Linked DNA regions of Rattus norvegicus: region 1 is linked to region 2. The links are chromatin contacts, called in public Hi-C maps. All regions are on one chromosome and are shown on one strand. The core of a region is the stretch at or near the end of the contact, and the rest is flanking DNA. Distances in the headings are between cores, read along the strand shown. Region 1 holds the start of Arl4c (ADP ribosylation factor like GTPase 4C). Region 2 overlaps LOC102554187 (a long non-coding RNA gene).

What was found. A called contact is a pair of places that touch in the nucleus more often than the background predicts.
Region 1: a contact with region 2 is called in a Hi-C map of kidney, with 3 times the contacts expected there. The contact joins the promoter of Arl4c here to the enhancer-like site in region 2. A contact is called at or near these places in 7 of 12 Hi-C or Micro-C datasets (the A7r5 cell line, frontal cortex, hepatocytes and 3 more) and 1 of 1 datasets of contacts at active chromatin or transcription factors (oligodendrocytes).

Annotation. Positions count from the first base shown.
Region 1 is chr9:96,749,779-96,753,533 of GRCr8, forward strand. Arl4c (ADP ribosylation factor like GTPase 4C) reads right to left here and starts at 1,732. Exons shown (of 1, transcript NM_001306054.2): 1 at 1-1,732. The coding sequence starts at 1,732. The coding sequence ends at 1,154.
Region 2 is chr9:96,519,079-96,522,828 of GRCr8, forward strand. All of the region lies in intron 1 of LOC102554187 (a long non-coding RNA gene), which reads right to left. Among named protein-coding and RNA genes, the nearest start is that of Spp2, 66 kb to the left of the region's middle. Within about 2 kb of position 1,718, at least 23 of the 93 cell types and tissues checked have an H3K27ac peak or open chromatin away from gene starts, as enhancers often do. A contact at or near this core is called in the A7r5 cell line and kidney, where this site is marked.

The DNA.
Region 1 (3,755 bases), core at 482-2,981, 230 kb after region 2:
AAAAAAAAAAAAAAAAAAAAGCCCGAAACCTATCACCACGTGGTTATTATTATCAGACTCCCCCTCCCCCTTGTTAAGAAGACCATTTTGCAATTCAGCACACATCTGTAGCTGGTGTGGTCCTCCAAACCAATCAGTTGGCTGAGAGATTTTGAAATTCCATCCAGAGGGTCCAGTTCTTATGCAGATTATACAGTACCAAGTGCACACACACACACGCACACGCACGCACAGCATTAATGTCGAGAACCTCACCCTTTAAACACCTGTACTGCCACCACCTCCAATGGTTTTCTGTTCTTTGTTTTATTGGTCTCTTTATGGGAGAATGACCTACACATGGACTGGGCCATCTGGAAGAGGTCTCATCCCAGGCTGAAAAGCAGTTCTCAACAAAACCACACACACCCACCCCTGAAAAGTGGCGTCTTCCAGGCCATTCCCAGCCAAGTCCAGAAGCACAGCATCCTGGGCCCTCCAGCTGCCGCACGGTCCGAGACAGTCCTCTGGCTGGCCCCAAACCACCACCTCCTTTGGGCCCAGAGCAGGACAAATGAAATTGCAACAGGGACCTGCCCTGTGACATAAAATTACTCAGTTCCCACAGCTCCAGAATGAAAGGAGCGGTCATCCCCACCCCCCATCAGTACACCCCAGTGCCAATCCGTTCCCTCCCGGGTATCCCCAGGGTTCTGTGTGAACTGCATACCTCAGGTAACTCACACGTGATTCCCCCCCGCAGTGGGGGCTGGGCAGCCTGAACTTCTGGCCCTGCTGGAGCAAGAAGAAATCGCTTTTGTCTCTCTGACATCCAAGCTTGCCACCTGGGGCCAGAGGGCACACCACGGGACCCTCGCGTCCACTCCCCACCAGTCCCCCTACCCACCCCACCCGTAGCTCAAGCATTTAGACAAAAGGTCCTCTGAGCTGGGGTGGGGGGTGGGGCAGGTGACGAGATGGGTGGTTATGCAGCCTCCACACCCGGGCTAAGTCTCCAAGTCCTGTATTTGGATACAGAGATCGTGTTTTAAAAATTCGAATCATCGCTTTGGTTCGTTGTCTTTGTTCGCGGGTTCTCGCTCAACCCAGACGTCCATTCATTCACTCACTGGCTCGCTCGCTCAGCCTCGCTCCAGATCGCTGCTTGAGAGCATTACCGTTTCTTCTTCTGCTTGAGAGACTTCCTGCGTTTCAGGATCATCTCATAGAGCTTGTCCATACCCTCGGTGAGGCCCTCGCCGATGATGGCGCACGCCGGCTGGACATGGTAGGTGGTGGCCGGGATGAGCTCGTGTAGCGCCAGTTGCTTCTCAATCTCGGCCACCGGCAGAGACTTGGGCAGGTCCTGCTTGTTGGCGATGACCAGCAGCGGTGTGCCCTGGTTCTCGGCAAACTTGGTCACCTTGTGCAGCTCCGTTTTGGCCTCCTCCAGCCGATCCACGTCCACCGAATCCACCACGTAGATGATGCCGTCCGTGCAGCGGCTGTAGGACTTCCACAACGGCCGTAGCTTCTCCTGGCCGCCCACGTCCCAGAAGTGGCAGCTGATGCCCTTGGCAGTGCCGTTGCTCAGTTTGATCTTCTCGGTGTTAAAGCCGATGGTGGGCACCGTGTTCACGAACTCGTTGAACTTGAGCCGGTAGAGCACCGTGGTCTTGCCGGCCGAGTCCAAGCCCAGCATAACGATGTGCAGAGACTGGAAGGCCGAGATGTTGGAGGAGATGTTGCCCATGGCTTCTGGCTGCGGCGCCGGCCACTGCGGCTGCGGCGGGAGGGCGCCGCCCCCCGAGCAGTCACAGGCCCGCTGCGGCCCGGCGCACCTGGGCCCCGCCCGTTGCTGGACCCGGTGGGGCCTCGGCGTTCCCTGGGCGCTCGGCTAGGCGCGCTTAGACTCGGAGGGGCCCGCTCCCTGGCCCGCCTGGTGCGTGCTCCACGGGCATCTTTCTCCGGAGGCTTTGTCTCCCGCGCAGCCGCCACGGACAGACGCCGCGGTGTAGGATGTCTGCGCCCTGCGCTCTAGCCCCGCTCGATCTGCGGCTCTCCCGCGCCGCGGCTCTGCAGCAACCTCTGGTCTCCGCGCACCTCGGAGCTGCTCTAGCTGCGGCTACCCGGGAGCGCCGTGGAGGAGCAGGCGGGGCGCGGGCTTCCCCGGCGTACCGGTTAGCGTAGCTGCCTTTGCTGTCCCTGCAGTACTCGCGCTGCTGCTACCGCCACCGCCACCAGCTTGCTGCGGCCCGAGAGCGCCGGCCCCGCCCCTCTAGTCCCGCCCACCAGCCACGCCCCTTGCCTGGCACGCCCCGCGGTCTCCCGGGGTCAGGCGGGGTCTTCTCGGTCGGTTGCGTCTTTTCGCGCGCTCCTGTCGTTCGAAACTCGCCCTTACGACCCTTCCCGCCGGCCGTGCGCAGACTGTGGGCCTGGACCGGGACTCTTCCTCCCCAATCCGGTGACGCGTCTTTTAAAAATAGCTCCGGGCTCCGGAACCTCCGCCCGGGGCCTAGCCCGCAGCTGGCCCGGCAAGGGCAGCGTCTGCAGAGGGATAGGGCGGTGAGACTGCGGCACCCAGGCAGGAGGGCGGCGGAGAGGAGCTGACCTCCTGCAGCCTGCAGCCTGCCGCCCACTCCTCCCAATCCATTTCCACCGCGTGGTCTCACGCTCCTTGGTGCCCTAGTGTCCTGGTCCCTAGTCCTCCTTGATGCGTATGCTCCCTTCCTGCCCTAACTCTAGGGTGTGCCCAGGAGGCTCAGCTGAGAGTACCTACCAGCACCTGCCTAGATAACTCCAGACAATTGTTTCTCAGACACCCATTTTGGAGCCTTGTTTTATGCCCCGCCCCAACTCTGCTGACCTCCCAGATGAGGTTAGTCTTAAGGCACCCTTTGTCATTCCACCTTGAGAACTGTCTACCAGAAGACCACCGTGGAGCGATGGGGTGGAGGTAGGGGATGGGGGAGGTCCAGATCACCTGACCAGGCTCCAGGAAAGCTGGGCCTCTAGACCACCCTTGACTGTGAACCTTCTGTCTCTAGTTCGGAGCTGGTGGTGTGATGAATCACAAATACATATTTTCTGGGCTCTATTTCGTGACTCCATTCAGTGGTTTTCTTCTGCCTTTTAAAGCATAGCAAATGCACATTATCTCTGCCTGTAGTGGGAAGTGGGAGGGGCGATTATGAGCGACATAGATTTGATGATGCTGGGAACTGGAGATGGCCAGCCGCAGCACAAGTGGTTACATTTGTGTAGGTCAGGCTTCTGGGTCAGAAAAGGTTGCCGATACAATCCAGGGAAAGAAAATAAAATTTGCTAATTTAAAAATCACACACACACACACACACACACACACACACACACACACAAGCCTTCCTTTCCAATGCTAAGTTATAATACATTTCATTTGTACTAAAGCCTGAGAGAAAAATCACAGCTATCCAATACCATCTTTTAACTCTCCCAACTCCAAAAGCCAGTCCAGGCTTCCACCAGCTAGACTCAAGCCCAGGCGCTGGTGAGGGATGTTAGTGCTGGCAAGGTCCACTTAGATCACCTGTCTACTTGCTAGAGGAGGAAACTTAGGTCTCTGTGCTGGGAGTTGCCAAGGGGGACCTCAGTGCAGACAGCCGGCCTAAGATCAGTGATGCATTGGTTCTGGGATGCCCTCCTCTGACAGGGGCACAAAAATTTGTCTCAAATTAATCTCACCTTGAGTTGGCAAAGGGTAAATACATTAATAAAGTCACACTACACAGAAAACGTTT
Region 2 (3,750 bases), core at 468-2,967:
CCTGCCTGCCTGCCTGTCTGTCTGTCTGCCTGTGTAGGTATGGGGGTGCAGAGGACAGCTCTGGGTTTGGTTCTCCTGGAACTGTCCACCTTGCTCTCATTGCCCCTCACACTCCTGTCGATTGTCAAGGAGGCTGGGCAGGCTGGCCAGTAAGCCCAAGTATGTCTCTGCCTTCCAGCTTTGGGATCAAAGTTGTATGGCTGCTTCAGATGTGGGCACTGAAGATTGAGCTCCAGTCCTAAAACGTGCCTGATAAACAGTCTACTTTCTGAACTATCTCCCCAACCCCCAGCTGGGGTTCCCTGGTGGTTTTATGTGACCCACAAGATGAACTTGTAGCTCCTTCTCCTGGTGACTTTCACCCTGGCCTCTGGGAGTTCAGCAGTGTGTGACACAAGTCCTCCTTCCTCTTTGCTGGCCCCTCGTGCCGTCTGCCCTGGAAAGACTCTCTGAATAATTTGCCTGCTTTACATCCTGTTCTGTTCAGGTATTGTCAAAGGGAAATCATCACCACTGTAGTAAAAGTAAATTTCCTGGATCTAATTAAGAAACCCTCTGTCTCCTCAAAGACACACACAAAACCTATTTGATTGTTTCATGCTAAGTGAAGCCCTAGCCCTGACCTCTCTCCAAGCATTTCTACCTCACGCATCTGGTTTTGACTTCATACGTATAAATGACTTGATTTTAACAAAAGGACTCAAAGGAGGGCCCGCCGGCATGGTTCTGACTAGGACTTGTTATCTGAGCTGGTTTTCCACATCTGTGTTTACCAACGCATTTCTGTCTCCCCTCGTCTCTCAAGGATTCTCCAGGGAGGTTGATTATAAAGTGTTCCGGCTCCTCTCTTTCCGTGGTCTAGCTCCAGGCCTTGATAAAATGTGAGCTGGGTATCCAAAGAGACCCACGAGGAATAGTGGGACAAAGAACTGGCTTCACCATAAGGCCTTCCAGTCGCCGTATATGTACCTGCAATTGCAAGGGCCACCTCCCCTGTCAGACATAGGCAACCCACTACTTAGGGACCACCATACTGTGAGAGGCCCACCCAAAAGATGCAATGTCTTTTAACATCAGGAGGGAGAAAGGAGGTGTTAGGGCCAAAGGCATTTTAATTATTTTTTCTCCCACATTAAAAACAAGAGGAAGCATTTAGGGGCTAGCATTTGCCATCCTGAGGTTCTGGTGAGTTGGGGTTCTAGCCTATAAACTCAGAGGGGGACTATGGAGGCTTTTAAACCTGTTATGTTGAGGGGAATCCATGAAGAAGGGCATACAAAAGCCACCCCTGTGGCCTTACTGAAAGTTTGCTCATTTGATTGTATAAAAGAGATTGGGAAAGAGTTCCCCAAGAAGAAATTTCGGGGTGTCATTTGAATCTCTGACAAGGACCCCGAAGCCTCGCAAACTCCGTCTTCTCCCCTGTTGGTGCTCGAGTCTCAACAACACATGGAACCTACAAACTACGTCACCTCGAATCTTCATTCACTTTCGCCTTAAGAGTCTTCATTCTCTGCCAAGCTCTAAAAAGGGAAACTGTAGCCACTGGACTCCCTCAGCAAACCGTATATCCTTTCCTACAGTCCAAAGAGCTGACCTAGCCTCTGCTGAACACGTCAAAGAGGACGCCTGCCAATGTGTTTTCCATGGCCCTGTGGCTGACGGGAGGCAGCTGGAAGCAGCTGGATGACTCAGGAGAGGCACTGGCCCAGAACTTGACTAAGCCAGGACAGAGGAGACCACATCCTGTCTCATATTTCTGCTTCTCATTAACTGGAGGCTGTGTATTCAGAGCTCCATAGACATTAATCACATCCCCAAACACCCGGGGGGGACCTTTTAACACCGAGGCGGAGTATGTGTCCCACAAGGTCACCAGAAGTCATTTTGAAAGTCAATGGCACAGAGAGAGAGAGCCAGGGTCATACTGCCTGGTGATCCAGACAAGAGGTGGCCCCAAAGGTTAAGGTTGGGTGCAAGGGGACTATGGAGTCACCTTTGCCAAGGAGAGCATGAATTGGGTTTCTTCATTTGGTTCCTGATATCTATGTGCATTCTCTCACAGACCTTAGGGACTGGGAAAGAATCAAAGGAGTGACTGTTTGCAAAATGTTGCTACTTACAATGCCTCACTCCCTCTGTATAGGGGCCACTCTCAGGCTTGCTGATGACTTAGAAAGTAGCTTCGAATGACAGTGTCTCACTGAGAGAACCCTTGTGGAGCTGCTGCCTTATAGAAACGGCAATCAAGTTCCACCGTTGGTTGGAGTGAGTTCTCCATTCCCCGCAGAGAATCCGGCTGCTGGACTTAAGTGATCAAAGCCATCCCATGAGGTGGAGGCCTTGCAGAATGACTAGCAATGTCTTCAGGATCGTTTCCACTTAAGTCCGGCACTGTGGGAATCAGTAGGGTCACCCAGACCCGGGGGCTGCACTGGCAACGGCCCCTGGGAATGAGCTGTTCAGAACGAATGATTAAACCCAAGTCAATAATTAACTGGGGCTCTGTGAGGCATTTGCAAGGCATCTAACCACAAACTGCACACGCTGCTGGGACCCTGAGATGACTGGCTCTGATACAGAGATCAAAGGCACAGGAAGTCATAACTCCTGGTGCTACTTGTCAAACATGTCAGGCTGGAACAGTCTTCTTCCTGAAAACCTCTTTCTGCTGTGTTCCTGCCCCCACAGGCAAGGGGGAGCTTCATGATTTAGGGGAGAATCCTCCCTCACAACCCAGTCTGAAGAAACTCATGTGAGGGGTGTTTGCTTAAAATAAGTCTATTTGTTCTCTCGGAAGTGAAGTGTAACCCAATCATCTGGTTAATCATCTACATAAGCAAGTTTCAGATGAACTGAAGATAATCTGAATTAGGTCTATAGAGCGAGCTGGGAAGAGGCTAAGGGGTCACTCCCCAGCTTCCTAACTCTAACCTCAAGCTTTTCTTTACTGAATCTCCACATCAGGGCCTTGCTCATTTATGAGGAGTGCTCCCAGGCCCTTCAGACCCTTTTCTCTCTCCCAAGAGCCACCTTCCCAAGAGGGTCCTAGCCAGGAAGGTTCCACCCCTTGAAAGCATGTTCCACAACTGACTTCTCGCAGAGACAAGTTCCCAGGGAAAGAGCTGGGAACACACTTCCTTCTGCCCTCTCTGGGGCCTGTTTGAAATCCCTGTCTGTCTAGTTTCTGAGCTTTCAAAGGTGTAACCTATGGAGGGCCGAGGGAGGAGAGGTGACTCTGCTCCCCACCTTTCGTCTACTGTTGAGTCTTTTTCCTGAGCCATCAGTAGACTTAGTTTATCCCTTCCTAGTGAAGCCTCACCCATTTCTCTCCACAGCCTCGAAACTCTCTCCTCTCTCTTTCCCTAAGCTCTATGGTTTTCAGGGGTGTTATGGTGAGTCCTTGGAAGCCAAAGACAACAGAAAATTAAGGGGAGTGATGACAGAAAGTTTGCTGAACCCTAGAATGCTGTACCCATGAGGAGGAGGCTCTTCCTGCTTGGTTCACTGCTCACTGAAGTTCCACAATGTTCTGCGTGAAGTTCAGAGTGAACTAGCTAGCCACGGTGAGGCGGACACCTCTTCACACCTTAAGGCTGATTCCCAAAGCATGTCAGTGACAGCTTTCAGCCACGCTCCATGTGGCACAATACACTAGTCACAGGCTTCAGTGGTGTCCGCCAGCAACCCGATTCAATGACTCAGGAGAGTGTGAGCCATTTCCACACAGAAGGAGTTTCGAAGGCTGTT